Regions from separate parts of the Mus musculus genome. Here region 1 is linked to region 2. Evidence: chromatin contacts called from public HiChIP or PLAC-seq data. All regions are on one chromosome and are shown on one strand. The core of a region is the stretch at or near the end of the contact, and the rest is flanking DNA. Distances in the headings are between cores, read along the strand shown.

What was found. HiChIP or PLAC-seq counts read pairs in DNA pulled down with a chosen protein or histone mark.
Region 1: an H3K27ac HiChIP or PLAC-seq map of embryonic stem cells shows a contact between it and region 2, with 2.4 times the contacts expected there. The contact joins two enhancer-like sites. A contact is called at or near these places in 1 of 39 promoter capture datasets (3T3-L1-derived adipocytes), 2 of 115 datasets of contacts at active chromatin or transcription factors (astrocytes and embryonic stem cells) and 1 of 9 other capture datasets (macrophages).

The regions. Positions count from the first base shown.
Region 1 is chr6:50,165,051-50,171,060 of GRCm38.p6, forward strand. The region is part of intron 6 of Mpp6 (membrane protein, palmitoylated 6 (MAGUK p55 subfamily member 6)); the gene reads left to right. Among named protein-coding and RNA genes, the nearest start is that of Mpp6, 58 kb to the left of the region's middle. Within about 2 kb of position 4,616, at least 14 of the 459 cell types and tissues checked have an H3K27ac peak or open chromatin away from gene starts, as enhancers often do. A contact at or near this core is called in embryonic stem cells, where this site is marked.
Region 2 is chr6:49,270,291-49,276,288 of GRCm38.p6, forward strand. No RefSeq gene overlaps it. Among named protein-coding and RNA genes, the nearest start is that of Tra2a, 9.2 kb to the left of the region's middle. Within about 2 kb of position 4,316, at least 23 of the 459 cell types and tissues checked have an H3K27ac peak or open chromatin away from gene starts, as enhancers often do. A contact at or near this core is called in embryonic stem cells, where this site is marked.

The DNA of each region.
Region 1 (6,010 bases), core at 3,366-5,865, 900 kb after region 2:
TGTCTAGTTGACGATAATCATACTGTGTATGTGTGTATAGTGGACTTTGCCGGTAAAACCCTGTTTGTTTCCCATGTAAATTTGATAAACTGAATAGCTTACTTCACTATGTGGATATTTAACTTTGGTTCAAGCATAAACTTTTCCCCATTCTATAATGGGGTTTCTGGATTTTATCTAGCCTTTACTAGGAAAGAGGATTCAAGTTTGAAGTAGAAAGTAGTCATATGGTCTCTGGCACATCCGACTCTGGAAAAGAAGAGGCGCCATTGTGGGAAGCCTCCAGCTGTACTTGGATTGGGACTTTTTTTTTATGAGCAGATAATGATTATTTTGAAATAGTAAGCATAACCCAAGGCTGTTGTGGACAAATCTTGGACATCTAAGAGATGCTGTGAATGAGGGAGGGCATTTGCCCTGTACAGTGGACTTTCTCACTCAGGAGCTCTGTCATCTAATGCACCAACTCCACCCCAGCTCATCCCCAGCTACTATGCTGCTTTCTGTAGTCTCAGTTACCCAGTCAAGGAAAGTCTAAAAGTACTAAGAAAATTCCTGAGATGACTCATACTTTAAGTGTACGTTATTGTGTGCATGGTGAGGAACCTGTTCTTTACGCTTTACATCCACCCAGAACCTGAATCATCCCTTGTTCAGAGTACTGTATGTAGTACCCAGTCCCTCCTATGCTGGTGTATCAGCTTGTATTCGCGTAACTTGTGCCGTGCATCACAACCATAAAGCATAAGCACTGGCAGTTCAGCTATGCCAACTCGGAAGCCACAGGGCACTTCTGTAGGTGTGATGGTAAACAGCTCTCAGTCTAGCAAGAAAAGAAACACTACTCTACTGAAGTTGCTAAGATCAATGGTAACAACAGATCTCTCGACAAAATTGTAAAAGAAAAGAAATATGCTGCTTGACTGAGTGGTCTGAAGCAGTAAATTTTGGCCATGGTGTGTGTTAAGTGCATAGTTAACAGTAGGTTATAAAGCTGAGTACTTTCTTAAGCTTAGTGACCCACTGTACATCTTGGAATAGGCCTTCCATGGATTCCTGTGCTTGGAGCCTATTGTAGCTCTGTAGCTTGCTGTGAGAGTAGAGGGAAACCCGAAGCTCTCCTGCCAGGGCCGTGTTTTTTCAAAGCACAGTAGATCCTCTTTGTCAGAAACACGGGATTCTGGCTTGCAGTCCCAGCTCTCCTTTGAGGCATATGGTGTGCATTTTGCAGTTTAAGAACTGGGAAGCTACTTTGGAAGTCATTTTTTTTATTAGGTATTTTCCTCGTTTACATTTTCAATTCTATCCCAAAAGTCCCCCCATCCCCACCCACCCCCATCCCCTACCCACCCACTCCCACTTTTTGGCCCTGGCGTTCCCCTGTACTGGGGCATATAAAGTTTGCGTGTCCAATGGGCCTCTCTTTGCAATGATGGCCAACTAGGCCATCTTTTGATACATATGCAGCTAGAGTCAAGAGCTCCGGGGTACTGGTTAGTTCATATTGTTGTTCCACTTATAGGGTTGCAGTTCCCTTTAGCTTCTTGGGTGCTTTCTCTAGCTCCTCCACTGGGGGCCCTGTGATCCATCCAATAGCTGACTGTGATCATCCACTTCTGTGTTTGCTAGGCCCTGGCATAGTCTCACAAGAGAGAGCTATATCTGGGTCCTTTCAGCGAAATCTTGCTAGTGTATGCAATGGTGTCAGCATTTGGAAGCTGATTATGGGATGGATCCCTGCATATGGCAATCACTAGATGGTCCATCCTTTCGTCACAGCTCCAAATTTTGTCTCTGTAACTCCTTCCATGGGTGTTTTGTTCCCATTTCTAAGAAGGGGCAAAGTGTCCACACTTTGGTCTTCGTTCTTCTTGAATTTCATGCGTTTAGCAAATTGTATCTTATATCTTGGGTATCCTAAGTTTCTGGAAGTCATTTATGATTTAGGTTTCAGAAAGGTATAAATAATTGTACTTAGAAGCCTGTGTCAGTTTTTTGTCCCTAGGAAAAATGGTTTAGGAAACAATTTATTTTGGTTTTAGAAATTTCAGCCACATTTCTGGGCTGTTGTGGCAAAGTATGACTGTGGAAAAGCAGGGCAGGGCAAAGTTGCTCACCACAGGAGGGCTGAAAACAGAAATAGGAAAGGAGCAGGGCAGTGTGCATCCTCCAGACATGCTTCCCATGACCAGTTCTGTCCAAGCCTGGTCTACAAAGTGAGGTCCAGGCTAGCCAGGGCTACAGAGAGAAACCCTGTCTCGGAAAAAAAAAAAAACTATAGGAAAATAAGTAATAACTTTATCTCATTCAACAAAATAATAGCAAATCAAAGCTAATTTTCTGTAAAAAAGTAAAGTTAATAAAGTTTGTCCAAGTTGAATTTATTGAAAGTATGCTAGTATAGTTTCTTACAAGAAAATCCGTATATGTAACTGATCATATTAACGAGACAGGCGCTTTAGCCAACTAAGCCACGGAGCCACCTAACTGATCATATTAACAACAGATTAAGAGAGAATAACCTCAATAGAGGTGTGATTAAATTTTGCTCAGATTCACATGTCTTTTTTAAATTGAGGGCTTGTTTACAGTTGCAGAGGGTTTGTCCATTATCATCATAAAAGAGGGCATAGTTCCACTTATGGCAATGAGAAGTAGCTGAGCTGAGCACTTTATATTCCTGATCTGCAGGCAAACATAGGCAAGCAGACAGATAGGAGAGAGGGCAGAATGAGGGAGAGAAAAAGAGATAGAAATACAGATAGAGATAGACATAGATACATACATACATTCATACATGCATACATACATACATACATACATTCATACATACATACATACATACATACATACATACATACATACATACATAGACGGACAGACACTGGCATGGACTTTTGAAGGTTCAAAGCCTACCCTCAGGGACATGCCTTCTTCAACAAGGCCACACCCCTTTCAAACAGGCCAACTGGAAACCAGCATGGAAATAACTAGATGAGCCTGTGGTGGTTATTCTCACTCAAACCACCACAGATAACTTCTACCAATGGCGGAGACTTCCACTTGAATTCATCTTAAAGAAATATCCATTTATTGTAATTTATTCTTAGTTGTGTACACTAACACATGTGTACTATATAATGACTTAAATAAAATAAAGGATGACATTGTAGTAGTAGGTTTTATCAAAGTGTAGAGATTAGGGATTTACCAAAAAAACCACAATAAACAAACCAAACAGCTAGATAATTTTAGGCATAGTATTGCTTTTAAATAAAACCAAAGACATAATCCATGAAAGCTATAACTAATACCATTATGAATAAAAGTTCCTACTTATGAAAGACAATGTTAAGGGACTGAGAAAAGCTACATCAAGAAAGTCTCTACAAAACAATCATGTCTGAACAACGAGTGACACTAAACGTGGCTAATTTAACTCAGCTGTAGGGTAAGAACAGATTTGATTTAAAGTGTGAGCAAGAGAGATGGGCAGGCACTGATGAAGGATAACAAACCTTCATCAGACGAGTGAATGGAGAGATACTTGAGGCGATGTACTACTAGGGAAACTGAAAAGATGCAGTGTGCTATGTTGCAGTAAATCTCTCCAACCCAAATATGCTCCGGCAATGAAAACACAACACGGCAGATTTACCACTACACTACCATCTTTCACATCTATGAGACCCCTTAGAACTTTCGGTTTCTCCAGCCATGTGCTTCTACTTCACTTTTCTTCTTCTTCCTCCTCCTCTGTGTCCTCTCACTCTTCCATTTTCTCTTTCTCTCCCCCACCTTCCCTTTTATCTCCACCTTCCCTTTTATCTGCCAAATCAACATCTCTCCTTTATTTTACAATTAATTTTACAAATTAAGGTGGGAAGCAGGTTTACAGGAAATCACCTGAGTGCTGATTCATTCTTTGTTTGCAACCACTCACCAGAACGGAATTAACGTCAAATATAACTAGCCCCAGGGCTATCCACAACTGCGCTACACTCTATTCAGTGGCCAAAACCAACTGGAAACCTCCCTAGTGGGGATACAGAGCAACAAAAACAGATCCCTCCCTTGCAGAAACATGACTTGGGAGGCCCTTTGGGTAGACAGTTGATCGATCCATCCATCCATCCATCCATCCATCCATCCTTCCTTTCTTTCTTTCTTTCTTTCTTCCACATCTTTTTTAAGTACTAATTAAGTTGGAAGAGGAAGTTGAAAGTCTGACTGCTGTATAAAGCGAGGGCATAGCTGATCTGAAGTATGGTTAAGATGAAGGTTTTTTTTTATTGTAGAGATGAGGGATAGTACAGGCAGAGGCGTCTGGAAGAGTTGAGGGAGAGGGAGAAGATGACAGAGAGAGAGAGAGAGAAAGTAAGTAAGTGGTAGACAGACCATGTCCAGTAGAATGGCCCAGGGTGCAGGATGAGAAGAGCCAAGAGGAACTCCAGGTACTGAGGGCTCCTGCAGTCCAGCATGGGTGTGGCTTGTAGATAGGCACCAAGGATAGATAGCTGTTTGTGAGTTTCTTTTGGAGCTACTAACTTCAACATCAGAAGCTAGTCTCCCTGACACCTCACCACAACCAACTCTAGTCCCTTAAGAGGTCTCATTTCCATCAAAGTAAAAGAACCCATGATAAACCAAAGAAACTAACCATATCAATACACAGTTGTGCACCAGTGAAAGAAATGCTTTCAAATGGCTCTATTATAGCAAATACTTTCAATCTCTAGTTATGATGTTAATGATGTTAGGAGTAAGCAATAGCCAGTGTAAAAGTTTAGTATGTTGCAAACTGCAGAATAGAACTAACATTCAGACATTTCTGGCAACACACACACTTCAGGATTCCCAGCCACTGTGGGACAGCAGCTGACAGAAATGCCACCCAGGATCTTAACCCAGCTTGGCACTGACAAACTACAGGGCCCTGGCAGATTCAATGGAAAAGCACAACTTGCTGCTGGAGGAAGAGGGCAAGCTTGTTCAGAATTTTGATGAAGCTGCAAACAATAAAGTAAACTGAACTGACTCAACTTCAAGAATAAAATAGCAGTGATTTGATTGCTTTAAAAACTCATTTGGGGTTAGGATGAAACAGAAATTCTTAATACTTTAAATTTCAAGATTCTTGAACTGAAGCATTCAGTTAATTACTATCTATATTCACTTATTTGTTTGCTATTGATTAATCCAAAGAAGCCAAGAAGTAAAATCTAAAATAAAGGTAAATAAAACTTTTGACTCATTGAAGTTAAAAAAAAAAAAAGTGGGGGGGGGGAGGAGAGAGGTGCTGAAGCGTTATCTCCTGCCAGGGTTTCCTTGAGGATCCAAAAAGCATGGTGTGACAAAATACAGACACAAAATTGCTGCAAAGTAAGAAGTAAGACTATAAATTTAAAATTAATATAATTTTTATCCTTGGAACCCACCCCAGGAAATTACATATCTAGAAATAATAGAGTACTGAATCAGACTCTTTTTTTTCATATCAAGCAACTAAAAATGTAAATAAGACATCATTTACAATAGAAGTTGCCTTAATGCCTGGGAATAAATCTAACAAACTAGTTCAAGTCCTCCACACAAAAGAATTATGAAGATGTTCTCAGTAATAGAGCACTATGGAAATGTCCGTTTTCTTCACCTTAACTTACAGACTCAGAAGCTTGTCAGTGAAAATTCCAGCAAGGTTCTTCTTCATCTTGATGAAAAGAGGGGCCAGGACACTGGAGGCACAAAAGCGGTCATGGTATCTTAGTTCCTTTCCCTGTTGCTGCACAGCTTTAAGGGGGAAAGTGTTATTCTGGTTCCAAGGTCAAGGGTACAGTCCACCACAGTACAGAAGTTTAAAAGGAACCGAAGCCTGAGGCAGCTGGTCGGCCACCCTGACTCCACAGTCAGGAAGCACAGAGCAACAACACCTTGTTCTCAGCCTTTGTATTTTTACAATCCAGGACTCCAGCCCAGAAAATGGTGCCACCCACAGTAGGTGGCTGTTCAC
Region 2 (5,998 bases), core at 3,066-5,565:
ATACCCCATTGTGGGCATTTTGTAGGAATGGATTTGGTATGGCAGCCGGAGACTTATCTATGACAATAGGGATAAAGTTCCTTTTGTTTGTTTGTTTTGAGTTTTGTCTAGAACATTAAAAAGTAATGTACAAATAGAAAAAACACCTTGGAATTATCAGTGACCTTAATTTAACAAAATAATACTTATACTATACAAAATATAATACAACTTGTCTGCTCTCTTGGATAGGAACACTTTTTGTTGTTTAATTTGTTTTAAAATTTATTTTTAATTCATTCACTTTACATCTAGATTGCTGTCCTCTCCTCTCACAGTCCCTCTGAGAGAATAGAGGTCCCCCTTGGGTACCTCCTTCCCAGAACATCAAGTCTCTGAAGGGCTAGGAGCTTCTTCTCCCACTGAGGCCAGACAAGGCAGCTGAGTTAGGGGAACAGATTCCATAGACAGGCAACAGCTTTAGGGACAGCCTCTGCTTCAGTTGTTCAGGACCCACCTGAAGACCAAGCTGCACATCTGCTACATTTGGGGGGGTTGGTGTGCTAGGTCCAGCCCATGTATGCTCTTTGGTTGGTGGTTCAGTCTTTGAGAGCCCCATTGTTTTTTGTTTTTGAATTATGATACATTAGGAGCAGAGGAATGCAGGTGACTGAGAAAGGTTTGTAGGGTTCAGGGAGTCTTTTTTTTTTTAATTATTATGGTTATGCTTAATTTATGTGTGAGAGAAGAACCTCTTTTTTTTTTATGGATCTTTTTCTTAAAGAGTTATTTATTTATTTTATGTATATGAGTACACTATAGCAGCCTTCAGACACACCAGAAGAGAGCATCAGTTCCCATTACAGATGGTTGTGAGCTTCCATGTGGTTGTTGGGAATTGAACTCAAGACCTCTGGAAAAGCAGTCAGAACTCTTAACCACTAAGCCAGGTTCAGGGAGTCCTAATTCCCCAGGATATAATAAGTCAAATAATAGCCAGGTATTACCCACAATGCTCTCTGGCTTCTCCTGAAGGTGGGCTTTTTTTCCTCATGGGCTTGTAGGCTCTTGGCCCAGAGCTGGCCAGAAGTGTTTCTGGTGAATTTTGCCACAGCTCATAGCTCAGGCATTTCTGGGACAGCTGGGCCTTTTAGCAAATGTCGAGGGAAGGGGGTTGTATCTGTCTTGTAGCTTTCCCAAAGGTAACAGTGATGAATTCATAACAACCTCCTCTTATGGGGACCAACAGGAAATAAATGAGTTTCCTCATCATACTGGCAGAGGTAACCACATCTAGAGCGAGAGAAAGTAGAAGTTCTCATACAAGATACAAGCAGGGAGATGGAGTTGGATCTCTTTCAAATTATCTCCTGATACAGAAGAGCCACATCATATCTTAGAACACAAGCATTCCTTCAAAATGTTTGTCTTGTAAGACTCCAGGGAGTCTTAGCTTACCAGGGACCCCCTCAGTGAACCACGTGGAGCCAGGATCGATGCAAAAAGCAAGAGAAATTTATTGTTCATGTGCAATGGGGTTGTCCCAGACCCGAAGGAGAGGTGGCGACCACCAGCACCAGTTCCTCCAGTTTTTTGTATGCATCAGCAACTAGGCACAATATGATTGGCGGAACAGTGCACCCTTTAAACTTATTGGTCTTTAGGGAATGAGGTGACAAGGACTTCCCTTGTCTGAAGGTGAGCAACAGTCAGTCCTGCGGAATGTGTCCCCACCCGAAGGTCCCTTCAGGCCCTGTGGTCAGAGAAATGCTAATTAGCCTCTCCCTTCCAGAGGGGCAAGTGTTTCTTGACCTTCCCAAAGTTCCTATGCTGACCTTTTCAGTCTCTGGTTGTTATTTCTACTGTTGCCCACGGGCAAGAAAACAATCCTGTATACAGGTGTGAGAGGCATCTGGCACTGCAGGCTGTATCACTGGCAACAGGGACACAGTGAAAATGGCAACCTAAAGTTATGATTGCTATAAAAAATTTTTTTGTTTGTTTGTTTTTGAGACAGGATTTCTCTGTGTAATCCTGGCTGTTCTGGAACTCACTCTGTAGACCAGGCTAGCCTCTTCCTCCCAAGTGCTGGGATTAAAGGCATGTGCCACCACTGTCTGGAGACTGTTATAATTTTTATGATGATGGGTGTTATGAACTATAAAGTGATGGCAGCAGGAATAAGGAAATACCCAGAGTATCTGGAATACCTGGCAGGCTCTTTCAAGGTGTCCCTCTGAGAAATCACAGATCTGGCATTTTATTGTGGGGTAAGGAAAGACAGTGGAGACCTAGAAAGGGAGTAGAAGCAGAGAAAAGGGGGGATAGAGAAGGACAGAAAGAGAGGCCAGCTGGGAACATGTGGAGAGTAGAAGAGAAGGGGGTAGGTGGAAAGAGAAAGAGAGAGCAGGGAGAGAGGGAGAAATAGGAGGAGGAGGAAGAGGAAGAAGAGGAGGAGGAGGAGAAGGAGTAACCAAGCCCGCTCACTCAGTCAACAGGTTCTCCAGTGAGGGAGTGAGGATTAAAATGAAAAAAGACAATTAGACAACATTATAGCATGACCCCAGTCAATCAGGAGACTGAAGGCAGGTTTAATTTTTCCCAATCCATTTTAATTACATGAAGTTAGTAAATGAGGAACAATGTACATTGAGGAATCAAGCAAGACAATAAACACAAAGTCCCATGATCACTCTGATGATCACTGCTTCTAAGGATGATCCAGATATCTGAGCCTACTTCTCGGTTCTACCCTAGAATCAGATTCTTACTTCCTTGTCCTTGGCCAATGTCAGGTCCCTCCTTGAACTTCTTTGTCATGCACTAAAGTCAGATTCCTACCAAGCAGCACTCCAAAAAGCTCTCCACAAAGGAAGAAAGGAAGAAGAGGAAGAGGAGGAAGAAGAAGGTGCCTGGTAGAACTGTCTGCCTTTAAACCAACAATACGACTAACCAGGTTCATCATAAAAGTTATTTTAAAATAAATGTAGCTGGCATGGTGGCACAGGTTGTGACTCCAGCATTTGGGAGTAGAAAAAGCAGTAGGAATGAGGAGTTCAAGGCTAGCCTAGGCTACATGAGACCCTGTCTTTAAAAAGAACCTCCCCTCCAAAATGAAAGGATTTTTCAGAAAAGATAGGCATCAAATGAGAATTCTACTCATATATTATCTCCTTTTAAATATTTACCAAGTGCCTATTCCTTGCTTTGTACTGTACTGTACATTCCATGATCAAGAGAGGTGAACTGTCCTCAAAAATTCAATTATAGTTACATAATTTAAAAAATGACAGAGTAGAAGCGAGACGGTGCCTGAAGCAGTCGATGTGATAGAATGGATAATGTTCCGATCACTTCTGGATGTAACAGACAAGGTAGACATGATAGAGAGAAGGAAACAGGACAAGGGTGCACAGAGAATGTCACCAGGCACGGGAAACCCTGAGTGAGCAGAGTTTGCAAAGGAGTTTTATGTCACATTTAGAGCAGGAGGACAGGAGGCATCAGTGCTCGGGGCTGACTGTGTCACACAGTGAAGTGACAGGTAAGCTGGACTCTTCAGCTTTTCTTCTGTGTAAAAAGAATGGTCTTCAGATTGAAAATGGTCAGAGGAGCATGGCAGGCTCTGAAGCCCCTGAAAAGAGGACTCTCTGAACCTACGCTGGGATCTCATGCCCTCCTCCCAGCCTTGAGCAGGCTGCTCAGACCAGGCTTGCCACAGTTACTAGCCCACCTAGGGGCTTTTGTCTGCCCCAGCTGCAGTGCCACTGCCTGCAGAGAGGCTGGACCTGTTCTCCAGACACTACCCTGACAAAGCAGCGATCTGACCCTGACAGCACAATGAGATCCTGGCGTGGTGGGGCATGGGTCCCCCTTCCCCCCCTTTATAAGCTCAGACTCATGAGTAAACATTGGACCTTGATCAGAACTTTGTTTTGGCTCTGGCGGCTACAGGACCTAAGGGAGTTTCCATTTTGACACAATGGCTCCAGACATTACTAAGCCCCCAGGCCTTGGCATACTGACTCCACGATGGAAGGACTATTTAAAAGGCCCTAAAATTCAGCAGGTAGACAGTACCACCTGCCAAAATTGATAAGTTGTTTCTGTGCGGGTGAAATGAGCCAATGTAAGTATATATAAGCAGGTTTATTGGGAAACTGCTTTTGGGCAGGCAAGGAGGCCAAGGAACTCACCATGGAAAGGGAGACAGAAGCGAGAAGCGAGGGGGGAAAAGAAAGAAGAAAGTGCTTGCTCCTGTGTGGGGAGACTGTGGGCACAGAGACTAAAATGTCTGGGTTTTATGGGGAAGAGCTTCCGGGAGAATTCTAGCCTAGCTCCTGGGCTGGGAAGTTCAGGGTAGAGGGTGTGGTATGCCAGGTGGATATCGAGGGATGCTGGGAGAACCTGGAGGCCAGGGTTAGGATTAGGGTTACCCTTTGGCCAGACTGAGGGCTACGTGTGAAACACCCCCCCCCCCGCCACCCCCCCACCCCCCACCCCACCCCCACCCCCCCACGGCAGCTTGTCTTTTCTTTTTTGAGCAGCCCAGGAAAGGACAAACATTTACATATCCTGCAGGCCTGGCGCCACCAGCACAACAATTAACAATTGAGAATACAGGGACAGACCTTCATAGACAGCGGATACCCAACAAACCCCAAGTGAATAGTTGAATAGATAATTTGCATTTCTAAAAACCAACCAAACAAAAAGAATCAAATTAGATATGGGTATTGACAACCACAATGCTGGTCTTCTAGGAAGGGGGACACTTGAATCTCAAGTTTCAAGAAAAGATTATTTAAACTATAATTTATGCCGGGCGTGGTGGCACACGCCTTTAATCCCAGCACTCAGTAGGCAGAGGCAGGCAGATTTCTGAGTTTGAGGTCAGCTTGGTCTACAAAGTGAGTTCCAGGACAGCCTGGGCTATACAGAGAAACCCTGTCTAGAAAAGACCAAAGCAAAACAAAACAAAACAAACCCAATCTCTCTCTCTCTCTCTCTCTCTCTCTCTCTCTCTCTCTCTCTGTGTGTGTGTGTGTGTGTGTGTGTGTGTGTGTGTGTGTGTGTGTGTGAATGTGTTTCTACCCACAGGTTGGTTCCGCCCTGTTGATTGAGAAATGTTAATTAGGCTCTCCCTTCCGGAGGGGCAAGTGTTTCCGGACCTTCCCAAAGTTCTTGAAGTGATCTTTTCATAAGTAAATTCTGGTGAACTTTCTTTCTTCTGATTAATGAATTTGTAGAAGTGCAGACACGGCAGTGAGTTTTAAGTTCCTTGGGGAATCCTCCCGGGTCCTTGAGTGTAGAGAAGTTTCTCGTTTGTCTTTGTGTCCTCCAGTGCCTGGTACAGTCCTTGCTGTGCTGAGGTCTGTGCTCTGGCAAATACATACAGAAACCAAGAGAAGGATACGTAAATGCTGAGCAATATTACCCTACCCAAGTGGAGAATTCAAATTATGAAATAATGAACTAGACACTATTATTTTTATTTTTGAACAAATGATCCATTTTCACACACAATTGGGAAAATATCTATGTATTCCTGGCAGAAACATGAAGTAATATAGCTGTTATGGAGAACATTACTCCTGAAATTGAAAAAAGTGTTCACTCTATAAACTAGGAGCTTTACTTTGAAAATATAGTCTAGAGAGAGTCTTCATGGGTCAAAGAAAATTTGCATAGGTTGCTCATCATAATTTTTTTTTGTTTGTTTGTTTGTTTGTTTGTTTGAGACAGGGTTTCTCTGTATAGCCCTGGCTGTCCTGGAACTCACTCTGTAGACCAGGCTGGCCTCGAACTCAGAAATCTGCCTGCCTCTGCCTCCTGAGTGCTGGGATTAAACGCATGCACCACCACCGCCCAGCATCATCATGATTTTTGTCAGTAGGGTCAGATGGGCTTTTGCTCCAAACTTGCCTCAATATTATAACACAAAATGATATGTATGATATAACAATATAATATTTATATAATATGATAATATAACAGACAACATAAGTTAAAACAATGT